Regions from separate parts of the Sus scrofa genome. Here region 1 is linked to region 2. A link is a contact called in public Hi-C data. All regions are on one chromosome and are shown on one strand. The core of a region is the stretch at or near the end of the contact, and the rest is flanking DNA. Distances in the headings are between cores, read along the strand shown. Region 1 overlaps IGFBP2 (insulin like growth factor binding protein 2). Region 2 has its middle 21 kb from the start of RPL37A.

Region 1 (2,791 bases), core at 30-2,529, 130 kb after region 2:
CCCGAGTGTCATCTCTTCTACAACGAGCAGCAGGGGGCTCGCGGGGCACACACCCAGCGGATGCAGTAAACCACAGCCAGCCGGTGCCTGGCACCCCCCCACCCCCACCCCTCTTCAAACGCAGGCAGAGCGGGGAGAGTGCTTGCGTGGTGGGTGGGGGAGGATTTTCCAGGAGTTCTGACATGCGTATTTATATTTGGAAAGAGACCAGCACCGAGCTTGGCACCCGTCCCCCCCTCCTTCCCCCCTCCCCAGCTGGAGATGCCCAGCTGGAGATGCCCGCACCCTCCCTCCTGGAATCCCTGCTGGGGAGGGAGGGGGCTGCAGTGGCGGAGCTGGGGTAGAGGTTTGGGAGAGGGGGAAAAAAGAAATTTTTATTTTTGAACCCCTGTGTCTCTTTTGCTTAAGATTAAAGGAAGGACAAATAAAGTGTGTGTCTTTTGGCTGAATCTTTTGGGGTCCCCCTGGGAAGGAGATCCCGAGGTTCAGGGCTCACCAGCCTCGTTTTCTTCAGCTTTCCCCGGACCCTGGGGGAAATGGGAGAGGCAAGAATGGGTTGTCCACTCAACAGGAATGAAATGGGTGGGGCAGGGGGAAGGGCTTATGGAAACGGTAGTATTTCAATTCCAGAGTAGTATTTCAATTCATGAATAGACTGGAATTTGCTTATCCATTCAACAACTGATAGGCACTTTCGATGTTTCCAGTTTGGGACTATTAAAAATAAATCCACAAAAAAAAAAAAAAAAAAAAAAAAGAGAACAAAGGAACTCCAAGTCCTAAACCCAGGAGGAAACTTCTAGCACAACCCCAGGAATCTGGGGACTCCCAGCTAGGGCTCTGGCCAGTCCTGCCCCTGGGTGGGCCTTGGGGAAGCAGGGGTGGGGCTGGTATTTCTTCCTTTTTCAATTCCCATGACACTGCTGCAAGAGGAAGGGAACCCAGAAACAGTGAAATTGGGGTCCTCTGGCCCCTGAAACCATGGAGTGCTCCCTCTCCAGTTGTGTGGGAGGAGACCTTCACTCAGCCCCCCAGAAAAGGGAGTGGGGCTGTTGGGGGCCAGTGTATTCACAACAGTGTGACCTCTGAGAATCCAGGCCTGCTTGCTGAGGGGCCCGAGGAGCTGTCCAAGACTCGGGGGCACAGAAGTGGGTCCTATGTCTGAAGCCAAATCCTGTGTGAGAGCTCTGCTGCTTGGTTCTGTTGGCCCCTCCAGTCCTGGCAAATTCCAGGGGGCTCCCCCCTTGGCAGGGGACCATGAGGGAAGGAGCGCTCCCCCTTGTCTGTGGAGCCTGATCCTTCCCATCCTGGAGGAGGGGACCAGAGGCAGCTTTGCTTGGTTCCCCTCCCTCCTGACCTTCCATCTAGCAACTCAGGAGAGGCAGAGGGACACCTGGGGCCCATCCCAGGGGTGGGATGAGCTTCATTCCTCCTTGGAGAAGAAAAACAAGTCCCCTAAAGCAGACAGACTCCCCCCTTCCCCGCCCCCAGCCAGAGCAGCTAGGCTGCACCATCACCTGGTGTCTGGCCACCCCTGAAGCACTTTATTCATTAATCGTTGTGAACCCACAAATGAGGCACTAGTATTAGCTCTATTTCATGGATGAGGAAAAGGCCCCCCCAAGTGCCCTGACCTCCACCACCCAGGGCTGGGACCCCAAACTCCAGAGCCTTGATGCTGCTCAGCCCTGAGTTATACTGCCCCCTGTGGGCAAAAGCTGGAGGATGCTCAGAGAGAGCCTGGAGGGCTTTGGGCACTGGCTGGATCTGTGCCCTGTGGGTCAGCAGTCCCTTTGTGGATTTCCTTTCGTCCACTGGTGGGTGCTCCCGCCACTGTCCCCTCAGCTGTAGCTGGCAGCCGATGGCTGCTGTCCTGGGTGGGGCAGACATGCTGGCTCTTCCAGCAAAGGCAGCGATTTTTCAACCTGGCTGACATTTATATCAACTGGGGCACTGAAAGAAATACTCCTGCTGCTGCCCACCATCAGAAATTCTGACCTGGGAGTTCCTGTCGTGGCTCAGTGGTTAATGAACCCGATTAGTATGCATGAGGATTCAGGTTCGATCCCTGGCCTCGCTCAGTAGGTTAAGGATCCGGCATTGTCGTGAGCTGTAGTGTAGGCTACAGATGCGGCTCGGATCCCGTGTTGCTGTGGCTGTGGTGTAGGTCAGCAGCTGTAGCTCTGATTCAGCACCTAGACTGGGAACTTCCGTATGCCGCAGGTGCGGCCCTAAAAAAGGCAAAAAAAAAAGAGAGAGAGAGAGAGAGAAAGAAAAAGAAATTCTGACCTGAGGGTTCTGGAGCAGAGCACAGGCAAGTCGTTCTACGTATGTATGTATTTATTTAGGTTCCAACGCAGAGCCAGGGAGGAGGCAAGGAGCATGCTGGACACCTGGGTTTGAATCCTATCCCACCAACTTATGATTCCACTGCCCTGGAGCTATGTTACTCACCTTCTCTGAGCTTCAGTTTTCCTCATCTGTTAAATGGGATGGTTTCAGCCTCAGTAGGGTTGATATTTGCTATGACCCAGCTGATAACAGGGTGGTATCAGTGTAAGACAATGGATGTGAATGTGCTTTGAGAACTATAGGAATGTATAAGGTGAATGTTTATCATGGGGCCATTGCTGGGATCAGCCTATGCCAGCCCCCACGCCCCAAAGTTGCCAACACACATGGGTCCTTTCTGTATTATATTTCCAGCGTACTCTTGAGGATGCCTCAATCTCCCTGCCATTTCCATTATTACCATGTTACCTCCTTGTACCCTAAACCCAAGGATTTTGCA
Region 2 (2,700 bases), core at 143-2,642:
TCTCTCAACATGAAAGAATTAGGAAGCTAGTATGTTCCTCTCCCCAGGGGCACATTTGTACTTTGAGCATGATGAGAACAGTTTGGAGACTGTGTAACCCAAAGGAACAGAATAAGGGGAGAGTCTTGACTGGGAAGGAATCACCATTGTGGGTCATTCTGGAGAAGTCCAGAGAGCTATTGTCTGACCACTGGTGAGAAGAGGACAAACCATAGAACCAAGTTCCCTAGGGAGTATCCTTCCCTTCCTCACTATGATCTGTGATCCAGCCACTCCTGGACATCTACCTGAAAAAAACCATAATTTGAAAAGATATATGCACTCCAATGTTCATTGCAGCACTAGTTACAATAGCCAAGACATGGAGGCAACCTAAATGTCCATCAACAGAAGAGTGGATAAAGGAGATGTGGTACATATATACAATGGAATATTACTCAGCCTTAAACAAGAATGAAATAATGCCATTGGCAGCAACATGGATGGACCTAAAGATTATCATACCAAGTGAAGTAAGTGAGAGACAAATTATATGATATTATTTATACATGGAATCTAGTAAAAATGATACAAATGAAATTATTTACAGAACAGAAACTCTTAGATTTTGAAAAGAAATTTACAGTTATCAAAGGGGAAATGTGGTGAGGAGGGATAAATTAGGAATTTGGAATTAACATATACACATTACTCTATATAAAACAGATAACCAACAAGATTAGAGCACAGGGAACTCTATTCAATATTCTGTAGTAACCTATATGGGAAAAGAATCTGAAAAAGAATGGATATGAGTATGTGTATAACTAATCACTTTGCATACATCTAAAACTAACCCACACTGTAAGTCAACTACACTCCGATAAAAATGTTTTAAATGAATAATGCACTGACACTTGTGCGTAGCAAGGACAGTAAATGTAAATCTAATTGGGTGGCTCTGTTGGCTTTGTGCTCTTTTAGGGATAGGAGTAGGGACAGCTACAAAGCGGTTCCTGTGCTGCCACATCCTGTGAAAAAGGACAGATTCAGATTCTTTGTCTGGCCTGGCAGGCATCTTTTGGGTCGCTAAAAAGAAGAGAAGTTGTGACTCTACGACCAGAAAGTTTTTCTTCCAGGTCAACCAGCTGCTTCCGGTTTTGACCTCATCTTCATCAGTATGTATATTCCCAGCACCAAAGCTCTCCGCCTTCCCCACCCCCAGCCTCAAATGGAAACGAAAATGAGGCTGCCCTAGAGCTCTGTCACTGAAAACAAAGATCCGGTATGCATATCAGCTCGAGGCCCTTAGCTCACCTTCTCCGTTTCCTTCCCCTCGTGCCCCGGTCAGCCTCGAAGAAGCACCACCCTTCCCCATTTGTTTTACCTAACAGTAATTCTTTGTGGGAAACCTTGCAAGGGGGGGTTTGTGCTGACGCTGGATGATTTATAGAGTTGCCGGGAGGGTGGATGGGAGGGGAGGCAGGCGCTGAAAGAGGGAGGGGCAGCCCCTTCCACAGCAGCTTATTTCAGGAACGGTGGGGCAGGCTTGGGGGGGAGGGGTAGACCCCCTGAGCTCCCCTCGTCCCGGCCGTCTGGCAGCGTCTGTGTAGGTGGGCGTGCCCCTGGGGGGAGGTTCCTCTCTTCCCTTGTGAGGACTAGGGTTCTCAGAGGATGCCTTGCTTTGAGAGGTCATGGGTGTGGGTTCCTACCTCTGCTGCCACTAGCTCACATTGCCTCTTAGATTTGCAGGCATTAGGAGACTTTTTTTTTTTTCCTGAAGAAAAGAAGATAACCAAAGGAAATTGCAAGATCAGAGTTAACATATGCTTAATTAAAACTTCTCCTTATGTTACCTTTATTACCTATAAAATTTGGTGTTTAGAATTTTCCTATGAAAACAGAAGTTCCCTGGTGGCTAGGTGGGTTGAGGATCTGGCATTGTGACTGCAGTGGCACAGATTTGATCCCTGGTCCAGAGCTTCTGCATGCCGTGGACATGGCCAAATTTTTTTAAAAAAGAATTTTTCTACAAAAACAACTTTCAGTTGAGATTTTCGTATTTTGCAGGAATCCCAGGGAATATAAGCAACCGCAAATGTTGGGAGTTCCCGTCGTGGATCAGTGGTACTAGATTCCCGACTAGAATCCATGAGGACAAAGGTTCGATCCCTGGTCTCGCTCAGTGGGTTAAGGAGCCAGCGTTGTCATGAGCTGTGGTGTAGGTCACAGACGGTTGGTTAGGATCCTGTGTTGCTGTGGCTGTGGTGTAGGCCGGCAGCTGTAGCTCCAATTCAACCCCTAGCCTGAGAACCTCCATATGCCTCAGGTGTGGCCCTAAAAAGACAAAAAAGAAAAGAAAAAAACAACTGTGAATGTAATAAGTTACCTAATAGTCAAACCACTTCAAAAGCTAACTTAGAAATATGCTTTAGAGATTAAATGAATGAGATTTATTCAGTGTGGGTGCATTTGGACTTGCTTGATGGGAGATAGAGCCTTCAAAATGAATAAGAGCCCAGGGCTTAGGGAGGCCTTCGTCTTGCCAACGAGCCCTGACAAGCCACAAGCTTTCATTTTGTTGGTGAGGGCGCTGAGTTAGAAGCTCTCTCTTTCTTCTCCATCTAAAAATCTGTCAAGAGTCTTGCTGGTATTTTAAAATAACTTTATTTTTCAGCTTATAAGATTTAAAGAGTGAAGTAATCAATCAATTAATAGGAA

What was found. Hi-C and Micro-C count contacts between places; a contact is called where the count stands out from the background.
Region 1: a contact with region 2 is called in a Hi-C map of retroperitoneal adipose tissue, with 4 times the contacts expected there. The contact joins two enhancer-like sites. A contact is called at or near these places in 3 of 5 promoter capture datasets (fetal liver, fetal skeletal muscle and liver), 32 of 47 Hi-C or Micro-C datasets (adipocytes, adipose tissue, alveolar macrophages and 17 more) and 2 of 2 datasets of contacts at active chromatin or transcription factors (alveolar macrophages and skeletal muscle).

Annotation. Positions count from the first base shown.
Region 1 is chr15:118,850,557-118,853,347 of Sscrofa11.1, forward strand. It overlaps IGFBP2 (insulin like growth factor binding protein 2), which reads left to right. Exons shown (of 4, transcript NM_214003.1): 4 at 1-429. The coding sequence ends at 69. Among named protein-coding and RNA genes, the nearest start is that of IGFBP5, 26 kb to the right of the region's middle. Within about 2 kb of position 1,280, at least 9 of the 83 cell types and tissues checked have an H3K27ac peak or open chromatin away from gene starts, as enhancers often do. A contact at or near this core is called in retroperitoneal adipose tissue, where this site is marked.
Region 2 is chr15:118,721,974-118,724,673 of Sscrofa11.1, forward strand. No RefSeq gene overlaps it. Among named protein-coding and RNA genes, the nearest start is that of RPL37A, 21 kb to the left of the region's middle. Within about 2 kb of position 1,393, at least 12 of the 83 cell types and tissues checked have an H3K27ac peak or open chromatin away from gene starts, as enhancers often do. A contact at or near this core is called in retroperitoneal adipose tissue, where this site is marked.